Regions from separate parts of the Salmo salar genome. Here all the other regions are linked to region 2. A link is a contact called in public Hi-C data. All regions are on one chromosome and are shown on one strand. The core of a region is the stretch at or near the end of the contact, and the rest is flanking DNA. Distances in the headings are between cores, read along the strand shown.

The links. A called contact is a pair of places that touch in the nucleus more often than the background predicts.
Region 1: a Hi-C map of gill shows a contact between it and region 2, with 2.7 times the contacts expected there. The contact joins the promoter of LOC106611136 here to the promoter of LOC106611127 in region 2. A contact is called at or near these places in 2 of 3 Hi-C or Micro-C datasets (blood and gill).
Region 3: a contact with region 2 is called in a Hi-C map of blood, with 6 times the contacts expected there. The contact joins the promoter of hs1bp3 here to the promoter of LOC106611127 in region 2. A contact is called at or near these places in 3 of 3 Hi-C or Micro-C datasets (blood, gill and muscle).

Annotation. Positions count from the first base shown.
Region 1 is chrssa09:26,174,981-26,178,153 of Ssal_v3.1, forward strand. It overlaps LOC106611136 (ornithine decarboxylase 1), which reads right to left and starts at 1,626. Exons shown (of 10, transcript XM_014211026.2): 1 at 1,321-1,626; 2 at 1-48.
Region 2 is chrssa09:26,418,697-26,422,171 of Ssal_v3.1, forward strand. LOC106611127 (BEN domain-containing protein 3) reads left to right here and starts at 1,935. Exons shown (of 4, transcript XM_014211003.2): 1 at 1,935-2,088; 2 at 3,287-3,341. The coding sequence starts at 3,290.
Region 3 is chrssa09:26,568,206-26,571,471 of Ssal_v3.1, forward strand. It overlaps hs1bp3 (HCLS1 binding protein 3), which reads left to right and starts at 1,355. Exons shown (of 7, transcript XM_014211000.2): 1 at 1,355-1,665; 2 at 2,043-2,208; 3 at 2,542-2,749; 4 at 3,179-3,266. The coding sequence starts at 1,640.

The sequences.
Region 1 (3,173 bases), core at 376-2,875, 240 kb before region 2:
GCCGGGGCCTGCAGAGTAGCCAGTGTGCGCTTTCCTAAAGCGATTATTCTGCAAACAGAAAGCTCAAATGTGTGAAAATACAGTAGCATTAAAACAGGACAGTGTCTATGCTGTGTTAGGGTTTAATGGATATTTCCATAATTCATTCAACCAGCCCGTTAACAGTTTAGATAATCATATAGCCTAGTATGACTGAGAAGCAGTTACTGTTAACATCGCAAGTGTTATCAGAGAGCATTAATGGCCAATATACTTTTTTTTTTTTTACATTATCGGACAATCTGAAGGATTTTTTTTGTTGAACAACCACACCCTCGAGAAGGCGGACTACAGGGCAATCTTTTATCCGGGTCTCAAACGGATACAACGTCTCTCGACAAGTCTCTACTAATCAGCAAGTGAGGAACCGCCTCTATGACAAGGACACGGCTAAAGTATCCAAATAGCAGGGAGACAGTGGCTAAATCGTTAAGTGGCATGAAAAGGAACCAATCAGGAAAGACTGACGCAAAACAAACGCTTCTTGGCTGAACCAATCAGCATTTTATCCGCTTGGCGCGCCATTATAATGGGCGCATTCGACATTGCAGCCGACTTCAAAGGCGAGTCGAGACTGACCGATCTCCAAATCACCCGGCTTCATAAGTAATTACTCCTCAATATAACTTCTAGATCTGTTAGTCTGTCACAATTTACCCATGATACATCACCGTTTTGATGCGCTCGAACACGGCCCAAAATTCTTTATTCATTCACGCCATGCCAGCATGGCCACACGAGCTTCGTCAATGTAGCCCAATGTTACCGGTACACATTTCATCATAAAATATATTTTAGCAAGCTAGTTAAAGACAGTGTGTGGGGACTGGGAGTTGTTCACGAATGTAACAAAAACGTTCACCGAGTTTCTTTGCCAATCTCATTCCCGCGGTCCAAACCATACTTCAAACCCAACCCCAGGTTCGCCAAAGTATACACGGCGTCCCTTGGGGCTGCTCCAAACCCATCACTTCCATTAAACCAAAAACGTAGAAGATAGCGTTACGTTTCTCTCTAACGTTGCACGATGTGGCATATCCTTTTCGCTCCGGGAGACCTGTACTGTTACACAGATCAATGTAACGTTACAGGTCTCCATGAGCGAAGAGGCTAAATATGGCATAACCATAATATTACTTTAGCTAAACACAATTTGGCACGATCTGACTAAGCCAACGTGGATATCGCAATGCATGGATGAATACGATAGCCTACCTAGCTAACCTGTTTAAAATAAATTAATTCGTGAAAATGTAGAATACATTATTGAAGAAGGCCTACCTTAAAAAGCATTTACAAAGAGTGTGTCCATTAGACCAGAATCCTGGAAAATATGACTTGGTTTTTCCTCGTCAGCCGAGTCTGTCACGAAACTGTGTCGCGCTCTCTAACTGAATTACAACTGGAAAGTTGAAGCCAACGTTTCGATACGACCGTATTTATAGAGGTGCCGTCTCCAAGGAAACACGCCAGCTGAAACCGGCCTTCTGTAGACGTAGGAACCGGTTCAGTCTTGTCACCGGCTCCATGTGCTCTAGAAGGAAGTAGGACGCCGTAGCAAGAAAGCGTCTCTTCGTTCTTCTTCTTTGGTATCATGGCATTCGCACATTTTGTTTGTGCATGCCGCCACCTACTGTGTGGTAGTGTGTGGTCAATTACGTAACTTTTTTAATTTTGTAAAAAGAAAAAAGTTGCACCACCAACTAACCCTACACCTATATACCACTATTTAATATTTAAAAATCATCACTCCATTCCTCTACTTTGACCCTAGCTGATCCTACACCAGGCCGAAGGCCTGGGAGGACAGGAGTCTTTCTTTAATCACACCTTGTACCTCTTCTGCAGTAACCCTTACAAGAAAATATAGCAGTTTTGAAACTGCAGTAAAAATGCAGTAACTGCAGTCGACTGTGGCATTTTGGACTCAGTAATTGCCGAATAAATTCAGTGTACCGCACTGCAGAGTCTGCAGTTACACTGCAAAATTACTGCAGTAAAAAAATAGTGTTCTTTTGGAGGCAGCATTTGCAGCATACTGGAGTTATACTGCACTAATTAAGCAATGAGGCATGAGGGGGTGAGGTACATGGCCAATATACCACGGCTAAGCGCTGTTCTCTTGCACGCGGAGTGCCTGGACACAGTCTTAGCCGTGGTATATTGGCCATACATCACAAACCCAGATGAGCCTTATTTCTATTATAAACTGGTTACGAACTTAATTAGAGCAGTAAAACTAAATGTTTTGTCATACCCGTGTTATATGGTCTGATATACCATGGCCTTCAGCAGTTATAAACTGGCTGGTTCAAGCCCTGAATGCTGATTGGCTAACAGCCATGGTATATCAGACCGTAAACCACGGGTATGACAAAACATTCAGTTTTACTGCTCTAATTAAGTTGGTAACCAGTTTATAATAGAAATAAGGCTCCTCTGGGTTTGTGATATATGGCCAATATACCACGGCTAAGGGCTGTGTCCAGGCACTCAGTGTTGCGTCGTGAAAAATAACAGCCCTTAGCCGTGGTATATTGGCTGTATACCACACCCCCACGTGCCTTATTGCTTAATTATACTGCAGTGTACTGCACTCTGACTGCAATCTTTTTTAGTAAGGGAAAACCTTGTACACCCAAGTACTTCTCTGCAGCTGCCGCCACATCTATTTTCTGTGATTTATGTTCCATTTCTGCGGTACAGTTGATAACCATGGCAATGAATGCTAAGAAGCCAACCTTACTGAAGCACAAATTCGTTTCACTCTTGTCCCATCATCATTTACTCACTTCACTGCCTCAGCATATGACATCTTCTGTTTTACTCTGACCCTGGCAACCTCAACCTGTCTCTCTTGCACCGGGCTCTTCTGATCCCCAGCAAGATGGCCACCCCCACAATTGACACAAACCGTTTTTCCACCGATACTACACATTTCTTTGTCTCATGCCCTCCTGCACACTTCTCGCATCTTGGAATCTCCCTGCTACACACTGCTGCAACATAACCATAAGCTTGACATCTGAAACACCTTAGTGGGTTCGGCATCTGAAACACCTTAGTGGGTTCGGCACAAAAGCTCTCACTGGATAATTTACATATCGTCAGCACAGTAATCATTGTTTTCAAAG
Region 2 (3,475 bases), core at 685-3,184:
CAGCGGCTAATGGGGATCACTAATAAATACAAATAAAGTAGCAGGGTTGACCAAAACAGGGTTGACGATTTCATCTTAAATCAACCATAAATCCTCGTGACAGGGGGAATGGAAGCTTGTTGTATGCAACAGGGAAGGGCAATTGAATGCAAGCCTCACAAAACAAATGCAATTGTTAAAACATTTCTAGCCTGCCTGTCTATGGGTTGACAGGGTTGATGTATAATGCTAGACCCTCTGTTTTCTACCACAACACCAGATAAGAGTAGAACCAGCTCTCCTGCTTTACATTATTATTTGACTGTTTCTTTTGAAAAAAATATTTTAAAAGTAATAGTTTCACCATATTCAGTTCCGTCCACGTAACAGGGTTGACCTTAAAATTAGGGACATATGTAAATGACCCACTAATCACATTAAATAATTAGTATTCTTCAGAAATGACTGTCAAAGCAACAAAATACCTAGCACTTTACAATGACGGTAAAAACTTGGAGAAATGTTGGGATTAAGTGGGTTAAAGTCTTCCTAGAAGTTGTAGAGGGTGCACAGAGGGACTTGGCAAATTGTTAAATTTTGGCACTTTAGCAAGTCTTTATTCATATAAAAAAATAAGATTAATTGAATACTGCATTTAATCATTTAAAAGGGTAGAATAGCAGCTACCTTTGTCTACATAAAATCTTAGAAAGCCTCTAATCCTCACACATGCATTTATCCCCTTACAAAACTGGATTTGTGTTTTTGGATGCTGACATTTGGATCAAATGCAGTGGTGTAAAATACTTAAGTAAAACTACTTTAAAGTACTCCTTAAGTTGTTTTTGGGGTATCTGTACTTTACTATTTACATTTTTGCCAACTTTTACTACATTCCTGAAGAAAATAATGTACTTTTTACTCCATACATTTTTCCTGACACCCAAAAGTACTCCTTAGATTTTGACAGGAAAATGGTTCAATTCACACACTTATCAAGAAAACAACCCTACTGCCTCTGATCTGGCAGACTCATTAAACACAAATGCTTTGTTTGTAAATTATGTGTGAGTGTTTAGAGTGTGCTTTTGATACTTAAGTATATTTAAACCAAACACTTTTACTGAAGTAGTATTTTACTGGGTGACACTTTCTTGTCATTTTCTATTAAGGTATTACTTTTACTCAAGTATGACAATTGAGAACTTTTTCCACCACTGATAAAATGGGATGATGTTGGATTTAAGGCGTTTTAAGTGTGAGAAATACGATTTACTTAAATTATTATCTGGGAATCTGACTTGGACCTACAGTAGTGGGCCCATGAGCTATTTATTTACCGCCACCCTCTGTTGTAAATGCAATTCCATTTGAAAACACAGGAGGGAGACATATACCATAGTAATGTTACTTTTTATGTTCAAGTTGCAAGTGGAGCTAAAAAGGGTTGTCGATTGATTGAAATGTGTATTAAAGGACGGGGTTAATAAATCACTTTGATCGATGTTTTCATTGTCATTGAACACATTGTTTATAAAGTCTTCTATCACACATGTTTAGGTAAGCTATGTAATCTCATGGAATGTAAGTGAACACTAGAATTCACTTTGTGCAGGTGAAAATGAAACTGGATCCATTTTCTCCATGGTTTACTATTCGTTCGTGGCCCACTCTGCGAAGGTACTGCACATCTTCAGAGAGCGCTAATTGCAGCTACCTGTTGAAATGCAGAGAATATCTGCCTGTAGGCCAGCTCACGTGAAATAGCCTGCAAGGCTATCAAGCCTCATATGGGGATTCGCAAATTAGCCACAAATAATGTAGCTAATATACCTTTCGATTCATTGCATTTTCGCGCAATTTGGGTTATTGTTTATCTCTGTTGTCATCATGCACAAGGCCCACGGCCACACAAAACACATCCACAGCTGTGCGGAAATGACACAGCAGGCGCGCGCCCAATCACGTCACGCGAGACAGCACAGAGAAGAAAAAAAAAGAGGAGAAACACGAACAACAGTTATCCGTGTGTGAAATTCCCACGACATTCTCGGCAAATATGTTAACCCAACCTTCAATTACTGCAAAGGACTCCATGAAATCGTAAAGGTGAGCTCGAACATCTGCGTTTTTGAGACAATTCCACGAAGACGAGTGGGAAAAACTCGTCCGAGGATATACACTGCCTCGTCACTAAAGAAGAATCCCTAAAAACAATGATTAGCTAGCTTTAATGCGAAGTAGAAATATCAATTTGCTGTGTTTTCAAATAAATCTCATTGCATTTTTAATTGCCACGAAAGACTGAAGTTGACAGCGTGAAAAGTATGACACAGCTGTGTGTGTAGTCCAAAGAGTATCTATTATATTGGCAAGATAGCCGAGTGACCGCTCTAACAATGGAAAAACATGTCCTTAATGATTGAAGGCAAGGGAGATCAGGTGGGTCCATTCTAGCCAGTGTGAGAGCAGATATGCGTGTGAACGTCAGGCACAACTAAGTGCGTTTTCTCAAAGTTGTCGAATGCCACGTGCATCCACTTATATCATTGTATTTGTAACAGCCTAAACATTATATTCGATTAAATAAGCCTCACGTTATTGAACACTCAAAGACCGACGTACAAAAAGGGGCTTATCTCACGTGGACAGATCTTGGGCGGAGTACATCCTCTCGTTTCGCCTCTTCCTCTCTCTGTGTACTCATGTTTTGGTTCATGGGCTTCTAGTGGAAGAATGAGGAAGTGGATGGGACAGAAACAGAAGTAAAAGGGGGCGAGTGAGAAGTCATAAAGCCTCTAGTTACAGACGTTGAGTCCTCTCTTGCATCACTACGAGAACACAACTCACCCACTGTTAACAGTTAAACAGCAGAGCACAAGTGTATTATATTTATTTGTAAAATGAATGTAGCTTGAATGTAATTCAGTATTTTCGATTAGTAAACATGCGCCCAAGCAGCTGATCAGGGTTCAGTATGACATCATGTAGGCCTAATTGCCCATGAACATGTTCAAGCAGGTGAAGTAGACAAAGTGAACAAGGGCCTGTTTGATTACGACAATAATAACATCATAGGCTTTACTTTCTATGGAACAACACTCACAGTTATGTTGTTGAATATAGAATGGGACTTTTAATCATTTTGAAATATCTTATGAAAGATTAAGCCTAACAATATAGCACACTTTGGACAATGGAATGTGTCTTTAGTCAAGGTTACTTAACTGTGCAGTGACATTTTAATTCTTAAACGAATAAAGATGTTACAGGTTTGATTTATTTTTATTCAATTTTTTCACTATAGGACATGAATTCCTCTGACCATGGGGAAAACTCGGATGGAGAAAAGCTTGAGAGAGGTAAGTCTATAAAATGTATTGACACTGTTATAATGCAACTATCCACTGAAATGGTTTGGATTGATCAACACCTAAATTGGGAAAATCAAATTAACTTGTAAATAACATAACATTGATTTTAAATGTTTTCTGCA
Region 3 (3,266 bases), core at 105-2,604, 150 kb after region 2:
ATGAAATTATCTCTATTTCAGCTAAATAAGCAGATTTGTTGAGATTACAAGGAAATCCTAATAATTCAGCTGAAGAGCGCCACAGTCATGCAGAAAAATCTGATTGTTCTATTATAGTGAGAACAATCAGTTTCCTTGGCTGATGTGGCTGCTACTTAGAAATACTATAACAGTAAATGAATAGATGACATTCACTGCTATGAGGCCGTCTCCAGTATAATTGCATAGTTTACACAGACCCACCGTGGACCTTTGACAAATACATCTCCGTCCAATAGCTGTTTTGCAGTGGTGTAAAGTACTTAATTAAAATTACTTGAAAGTTCTACTTAAGTATTTTTGGGGGGTATCTGTACTTTACTGTTTATATTTTTGACAACTTTTACTTCACTATATTCCTAAAGAAAAATATGTACTTTTTACGCCATACATGTTCCCTGACACTCAAAAGTACTCGTTGCATTTTGAATGGTTAGCAGGACAGAACAATTGTGTAATTCACACACTTATCAAGAGAACATCCCTGGTCTTCACATTTGCCTCTGATCTGGCGGACTCACTGAACACACATGCTTCGTTTGTAAATTATGTCGGAGTGTTGGAGCATGCCCCTGGCTATAGGTACATTTAAAAATCAAAGACAATGGTACCTTCTGGTTTACTTAATAAGGAATTTGAAAAGATTTATACATTTACTTTTGATAGTTAATTATATTTAAAACCAAATACTTTCGACTTTTACTGAAGTACTTTTTTACTGGGTGACTTTCACTTTTACTTGAGTCATTTTCGATAAAAGGTATCTTTATTTTTACTCAAGTATGACAATTGGGTACTTTTTCCACCACTGCTGTTTTGTCAACGAACTCAATGTATTCGAACACTGGTGGTAACCATATGATCCCAATGTAGCCTAGTAGGTAGCCTAGTAAAACGATGCCCCCCTCTGGTATATTATTTAGCGAACTATCTGGATCCTAGGGGGGGTGAGGTTAAATGCGGCAAACACATTTTGGTTGAATGCATTCAGCTGTGAAACTGACTTGGTATCTCCTTTCACTTCGTTGTTGTTTCCTTGTTTACTACTGAAATATATGGGCGGACTGAAATGGACGGACCCACTGTAAATGTATTTTTTCATATAAAACGTGTCCCAGTGCAACATGCCCAGATCTTCCCACTGGGGCATGGCTTATGGAGAGTTCTATGAAATAAGCGCTGGTATGGCCGTATTGTAGCCCATCGAGTTCTCACACGGGGACCGATGGCTATAGTGTTGCAGGGCTGCAAGCAAAAGCCATAAAGGCAAAGAGGGATGGGCTATCAGCTGATCATAGCCAATGTAGATGATGACCTAGTTACCTAGCTTTGCTGTCGAAACAGGCTAGTTTTTACTTGATTTGAGCTTGTTCTGCTTTCTGCTTGTTCTGACATATGCCTCGACTTACTATCAAGGAGTCGATGTGCAGCAGCGCGCTTTTATTTTGAAGGCTAAAACCGGAAGTTTCTGTTTTGTATGCTGGCAGCAGAAACAGTATCTAGTTCCCATCCCATGACTTGTATCATAACAGTAGGGAATGGGGGTGGTCAGCTTGACTACAGCTAAACAGAGACTAGACAGGACCGCAATCTTACCACAATGCCAGACGGACTTATTACAAGCAGGTAAAATTAAGAAAATTTCGTAGCTGTCTTTCTTTGACGTTTCGGGGTTGCCTGATAACATTAACACTTGTGAAACACATCCCCATCGTTGTTTACTTGTTGAAGCCAGTCTTTGTTTTTCCCTGTACCAACCCAGGGGTCCCTTTGACTTAGTTGCAACTATTCACCAAACTATTGTGCACATATTAATTAATACCAGCATGTAGTGAAATAAAAGTTGTCATTGACATGTTTGCTGGATTCCTTTCTTGCTGTTTACCGTTGGGACAGTGTGGAATGATGTTTATGCAAGATGTCACTCCACAGTTCTGTTCTTGTATGAATCTTGCACTTTGTGCAGTTACTTTTGGTCAATGTCACAATGTTTTTCATCCCAGGCCGTTGCAGAATGAGGTGACAGGCATAGATCTGCAGGTGCCTCATTACCAGGAGATCCGTGGTACCATGATGACAGGTCATGTGGAGTACCAGATAATTGTGGTGACTCGGCTGGCTGCCTTCAAATCCGCCAAGCACAAACCTGAAGACATTGTACAGCTGGTGGTAGGTAGTCACAGGTTGTCGTAGTCTCATGTAAGTTAGGTGGAAACATAAGTATTAGCATCCTGCCCCTGTGCCCCTAATCACCTCAAATTGAAAGTGATGGTGTAGCAGCTACTGCTTTGGTCTGAAATTGTGGTAACACTTCACTGTAGCATTCAGTATGTACAGTATGCATTCCTAAACCCTTTATAACGGCTACATAATGCATAATAACATTAAGATTTTGAACAACAACCAAATATACAATTGTAACGGTTGGATTTGAACCCCAAAGCATTGCTATAAAAGCTACAGGCGTACCTATACCATGCATGTTTTACATGTGTTTTGCAGGTTTCAAAGAAATACAGTGAAATTGATGAGTTTTACTACAGACTCATGGGTCAGTATCCGAAGATCACCTTACCAGCCATGCCTCGCAAGGCCCTGTTTGTAGGCGAGGCAGACATCCGGGAGCGTAGGGTGGCCTTTGACGAACTGGTCAAGTTCATCTCCAAGAATTCTACACTTGCTACTTGCCCAGAGGTGTTGGAGCTCTTAGGTAATGTACCACAATGCACTACAGTAAATAGTATTTTTTTCTATAGAATTTTTTGACATTTTAATGTGCTCTTTCCTACTCGTTCCTTCTAAATATGGCATCAGTGCTTGTCTGACTGAAACTTGCACTTTCTAACTCATTCACCTACATTAATGCCACCCCTCTATCTTAATGCAAACTACATAGGTCAGAAAATGTTCAACTTTGGGGATTAGTACTAATACTACTGCACTGCACCAAACTGTGAAATTATTATTTGAACAATGAGGTTACTGTATATCAAGGCGGTCAGGGGTTCAATAACAAAATTATAAATGATTAACCAACAGAAAAAATAAACAGTACTTCCCTGTAGTGTAGAAGTTGCCTTATTTAATCAAGAATATAATATCATAAAGAATATTTGGCTCACAGTTCATATTTCTGTAGGGGCGAAGTCCACAATGGCAGATTTGAAAACCAGGAACGTTGCAGATTGGCAGGACCAGGATAAAGAAGAAGGCTTAAATTTCTTTGA